Regions from separate parts of the Mus musculus genome. Here region 2 is linked to region 1. A link is a contact called in public HiChIP or PLAC-seq data. All regions are on one chromosome and are shown on one strand. Each heading gives the region's core, a stretch centred on a gene start, on an enhancer-like site or on the middle of the called end of the contact. The rest is flanking DNA. Distances are from core to core; before and after follow the strand shown. Region 1 has its middle 58 kb from the start of Gm34730. Region 2 overlaps Clcn3 (chloride channel, voltage-sensitive 3).

Region 1 (2,789 bases), core at 135-2,634:
GCTGTTTCATGCCAGATGTTGTTGTTTTAAATGACTCCAACCCTAAGTTACCGGTTTTAAGCTAACTTTTTAAGCATACCCAATAACTTATAAGTCATTACTCTAGTACCAAGACACGCAGAACATATTTATACCTTTAAAGCCAATCAGAAACAAAATGAAGCACCTATACCAATCTTATAAATTTATACCAATCAAAAAATTTTTACTTTTTCTAGCTATAATTTCAAGAGAAAAAGCACTTTGTCATTTGCTGAACACAATAATCACAATTGCAGAGATTTTTCTAGGGAAAAAAAAAACCCTATCATCTTATTTGCCTTAGAACTTGACAAGCCACTGGCCCCCTTTAAAAGCAGCTTTTCAGCAGGGCGTCTCTTGCTGTGCTTGACTCCTGGCTAAGTGTATGGGGAAACTTAAACCAGCCTCTGCTGTGCAAAATGAGACTGAATCAAGAGATGGATAGCCAGCAGATAAAGTTTTAACCGTTTTTTTCTTTTCAACATGAAACATAGAACAACAGTCATTCAGACAATGAAACAAAAACAGACACAAATTGACATGTGGACAGATTGGTGCACAAAAGACAGACAGTACAGAGAGGTAAGAGAACTTGATGTAAGCAACTAAGGATGTCTCCTGTAGGGGCCAGACAGGAAGCAGATGTCTCCCGATTTCCTTCTGTCCCTAGGAGAGCTCTGAAATCCAAATCCATTTTTCCTTCTCTCTCTCTCTCTCTCTCTCTCTCTCTCTCTCTCTCTCTCTCTCTCTCACACGTCATTTGTATATCTAGCATCTTGTTGTTGTTCTGTTTTGTTTATTACTTATTTTATTTTATACCCTACTCCTCTAGCCTGAAGCCTTTTGGAAGCTGCAGACAATTGCCTATATAAAATTCCCATCCCAATGTGCTGTCACCCCTAGCTGATATCAACACTGGGCCTATGCTGACTCAGTCTAGCCTGTATCACTTTTGCACCCTTGCAATCAGCAGCCTTCAAAAGATGAAATTTATAGCACTAACATTAATGTTGTATGTTGCTTACCACCATGTAGAATACATAACTTTTACTGTTTTCTGTGGAGCTCCACCGAGGACAGCCCTCAGTTGGTGGCCCTGTGTCCAAGCTCCTCATATGGGCACCACCTGTAGCCATCCAGTGGCCATGGAGAACCAGGTACACCTGGACAGAGAGTTGGGGATGGAATAGGATGGGCAGGCTAGAAAAATAATGAGCCAAGACAAAGTTCTCTGATCATGGCTCAAATTTTAATTTTGAGCTCTGTGTTTATATAGGCAAAATCCAAAACCCACCCCTTTGTATCAACTGGATTGAGTTGTAAAGTAAGCTCAGTAAGTGGCCAGCTCCTCAAGGCTCAGGCAGGAAGGTGTAAATTCAGTGAGGCCAGGCGCCTGGGTCCAGCAGCCAGAGACTTGTTTAGACAACTCAAGGCTGGGGGAAGGGCACAATACCTAATAACTTATAAGCCATTACTCCATAACCAAGACATGCAGAATATATTTATACTTTTAAAACCAGTCAGAAACAAAAATAAAGTGGCTACACACATCTTATATGTTTAGACTAGACAAGATTTTTATTTTTTCTAGCTATAATTTCAATAAAGGTGCACCTTGTTACCTTCTGAACCCAATAATCACAATCAGAGATTTTTCTAGAAGAAACAACTATCAGTTCCCTTATCATAGAACTTGAGAAGCTGCTTGCCCCTTTACAAGCAGTTTTTGCAGACAATCAGCTCCTAGCAGAGCTTCTCCAGCTATGCTAGACTCCTAACTACAGATGCAGGGCTCAAAAGCCAATAGAGACTGCCTTTAAAAAGTTGAACTAAATCAAGGGGTGGATATTCAGCAGATAAAGTTTTAACCATTTTTTCTTTTGAACATGAAATATAGAACAACAATCATTCAAACAAAGAAACAAAAACAGACATAAATTAACAAACATGGACAGAATGGTGCACAAGGACAGACAATAGAGAGAAAGGAAAGAAAACTTGATGTCCCAAAGGAACCTAGATATAACCTGAACTAAAGATATATCCAGTAGGAGCCAGAGAGGAAGCAAGATGTCTCCCGATTTCTTCCTGTCCCTAGGAGAGCTCTGAAACAGCTTATATCCATTTTCCTTCACTTTTGCTAACTTGTCCTGGACAGGGGACAACTGCTTTTCTAAAACCTTCTCTCTCTCTCTCTCTCTCTCTCTCTCTCTCTCTCTCTCTCTCTCTCTCTCTCATCATTTATATATTTTTATTCCTACTTCTGGGAACCATAGACAGCATAAATCTACTTGAGGTAAGAATTTTTCTAACATCTGGTTTTTTAAACCCTGCTCCTCTCACCTGGAGCTCTTAGCTGCAGACAAATGCCTATATAGAATTCCCCTGTCCCATTGCACTGTCACCCCTAGGTGAAGTCAGCATTGAGTCAACACCTCTTCAGCTTAACCTGTATCTCCTCAATATATCTCCTGCAACAACAGCCTCCAAAAAATAAATAGCTAGTGCTAACATGAATACTGTTTGTTGCTTTCCATGCAGGATTCTGTTACTACTTTCCTTTACTGTGGAGCTCCACCCAAGACAGCATTTCTCAGTGGGTCCCCCCTACCCAGTTTTTCTGGCCCCACATTGCACACCATTTTTAGCCATTCATCAGCCATGGAGAACTGGGTTTACCTGAAAAGGGGACTGGAAATGAAAGGGATGGGGGAGGGGTGAAAGGAGGATGAAGCCAAGATTAGGTTTTGATCAAGGCTCAAAGTTTA
Region 2 (2,700 bases), core at 136-2,635, 370 kb after region 1:
TGAGATTGTCTCAATACAAAAGAATAGAGTAAAATGTTCATTATGTATAATTAAGGAAGTTCATATCATTCACTGAATTATTCATGTAAGTTTGAAATTTTTCTTAATTAACAGAAAGCTATACATATAAAGATTATCTTAATGACAAAATATTGAAAATATATAAAGTTATGATCAAATTAGATCATTCTTATCACAAGAAATCAATAGGTCAGACAGACTGAGCACAACATTCTTAACGCATGCCACTTATCAATACTTCTCTCTCTCTGGTCTTCACAAATATCTTACTTTTTCCTGTTTTCTGTCTTGCCTGATGGAGGCGGAGAGTGATTCTACTACCCCTAGTGGGATTCACACTGTCAGCTGCTAGTAGTTCAACTTCTCTCTCTAGGACTAGGCAGTCACAGTGGACAGCCAAATTGATAAGACAAAGCGCCCAGTCAATCAGACTCAGTCGCCTGATCTCATATTTACTTTTTTCTAAGAAACGTAAGCACTCTAAAAAATTCTAATGTACCCAAAAAGGAGGAGGGGGTTATCCAGTTAACTTAAAAGCAAAGCCAAGCAAGATAAAGCAAAAGTTTCCCTTAAGCCTTCCCCTTACCTGATGCCAGTCCCGTCAGTGTAACAACAAGCCATCCTGACCAGGCGTCATACAGACTTTTTGTCATTTCCCATGCTGATTCTTTTTTTTTACTGTTGATCTGAAATTACAAATATGTTTCATTTCTTAAACTGTATTTCTACAATGCTTGAGTCTACTTAATTTTCTCAAGTCTCATAACACAGAAAGTACCTTGTAAACTAAAGAATAACAAAGCAAATTTGGGATAAAAATCACTCTGCAGGGCAGCTGTACCTAATAGCCAGAGGCCACACATCAAGCAAAGATCTATTTGTTTTTTAAATAAGAACATCTGGATTTGACTGTTAGGGCCCACGGGCCACATGGAAGTCTAATCTACACTGTTTCAAACCTTATCTGCTACACACAGATAGTTTACACATCACAAGTTAGATAATATAGCTGTAAAAGTCTGGCTTCAGTACTTTAGTAACATATAATTATGTTTAAAAGTTGAAATTAATGAACAAAAACTGCTCAAAAATATAATACCTGAGTCACACCAGCAGAGTGATCCCCCCAAGTTACAGAACTGTGAATACATAGGTGTAGAGCTCTAATCCTACTTGTAACAGCCAAAGACTTCCCTGCAAGCCAGAAGAAAACTGTCCTCGACTGATTGACTGCATGCAGCTAAGAGATTAACAAGAAGAAAGCGGATTTGATGCAAATCTCCCCTCATTAACAATAGCAGTATGCTATTGTAATAGCATGCTTGTCTCCCCAAGAATGCACTTCTAAACCCATTCCAAACTAGCTTCTTTTGTCTTGCTCACAGCTTAGCTTTAAGAAGCTCTATTGTCCATCTAGGGCCACAATGCTCAACTAGCCTGTAGAAAAGTACAGCAAGAATTCAATGACCTGATCTATTTTGAGTGGATCATCTATTCAAAAGCCACAGGACCAATTAAAAAGACCCAGTGAATAAGAAAATCATATCCCTTTCAAATAGAAGCATCCAAACACAGATATCAACCACTTTTTAGAAAGTCTTACAAGTGGTCACTAAGTTCCACTTTGTTTTTCCTTGATAAAAAATAAGCATATTTTTAAAAGATAGTATTAAGTCATTTTCAGACAGTCTCTGCCATTCTTCTTATTCTTCTGTTTGTACACAGCAGATGTTCAATAAACTCTTACTGGTCCATTTTCAGTACAAGAACACTGTGTGTAAAATAGTGTTGATTCATCACCAAGCTACAAAAATATAGATATCACCTAAATGTTTAACAATATAGTATCAGTTAAATAAGCTGCACTGCTTTCTTAAAACAACAACAACAAAAACCAAAATACCCACTGGTAATAGTACCTGTCACTTTGTAAACAAATTAAAAACAAAACAAAACAAAAAAACAAAAACAGTATTCTTACTCAGTGGAAATTTTCTGATACTTGTATTATGATACTATCTTATAAAAAGTATCAATATGAGATAAAATAGTTCTCAAAGAAAACTCCACAGACAACAGAAGGCCATGAAACTCAGGAAGCTCTGCATGAGAAACCATGTCCAGCTTAGTCAGATTGTATATGCCTTGAGTTAAAGTCCCAGGACCCACCCAACCAATTAACCGACCTAGCAACCAACCAACCAATTAACCAACCGCTGTCTACATCTGACAATCCACATAGATCAGCAAACTAGTATCTTCTACATGATAATTTCATGTTAAGAAAATGTATTCTCAAAGTTCAAGGTAAAGCAATGGATTTTAATTTAACAAAGCTGGAGTTAAGACAATTCAAAATGCACGTAAGAGCTCATCTTTTACAAGCTGCTACGATGAAAAGCAGATATGAGAATGTATCGGTCTTTTATTAAGCCAGGCAATCATGAAGACTACTAAAAAAAATCACTCTGCAAATACTTTTTAATTTTGAAAAATGTATTATTTTTATATTAGTTACATTTAAAATAGTGAGTTTACAGTTACAATTTTTAAGTGAATTAGTTTTTTGTTTTTGGTTTTTTTCTAGACAGGTTTTCTCTGTTTTGAAAAAGTGCATTTTAGATGATACCAGTGTGCATTCACTATACTGTGGGATTTGGAGTCAGGATTGTTCTGCTT

The links. HiChIP or PLAC-seq counts read pairs in DNA pulled down with a chosen protein or histone mark.
Region 2: an H3K27ac HiChIP or PLAC-seq map of epiblast stem cells shows a contact between it and region 1. The contact joins two enhancer-like sites. A contact is called at or near these places in 1 of 15 datasets of contacts at CTCF or cohesin (the NIH/3T3 cell line) and 1 of 115 datasets of contacts at active chromatin or transcription factors (epiblast stem cells).

Annotation. Positions count from the first base shown.
Region 1 is chr8:60,572,302-60,575,090 of GRCm38.p6, forward strand. No RefSeq gene overlaps it. Among named protein-coding and RNA genes, the nearest start is that of Gm34730, 58 kb to the right of the region's middle. Within about 2 kb of position 1,385, at least 3 of the 459 cell types and tissues checked have an H3K27ac peak or open chromatin away from gene starts, as enhancers often do. A contact at or near this core is called in epiblast stem cells, where this site is marked.
Region 2 is chr8:60,937,941-60,940,640 of GRCm38.p6, forward strand. Clcn3 (chloride channel, voltage-sensitive 3) reads right to left here. Exons shown (of 13, transcript NM_173873.1): 4 at 608-707. Among named protein-coding and RNA genes, the nearest start is that of Clcn3, 44 kb to the right of the region's middle. Within about 2 kb of position 1,386, at least 17 of the 459 cell types and tissues checked have an H3K27ac peak or open chromatin away from gene starts, as enhancers often do. A contact at or near this core is called in epiblast stem cells, where this site is marked.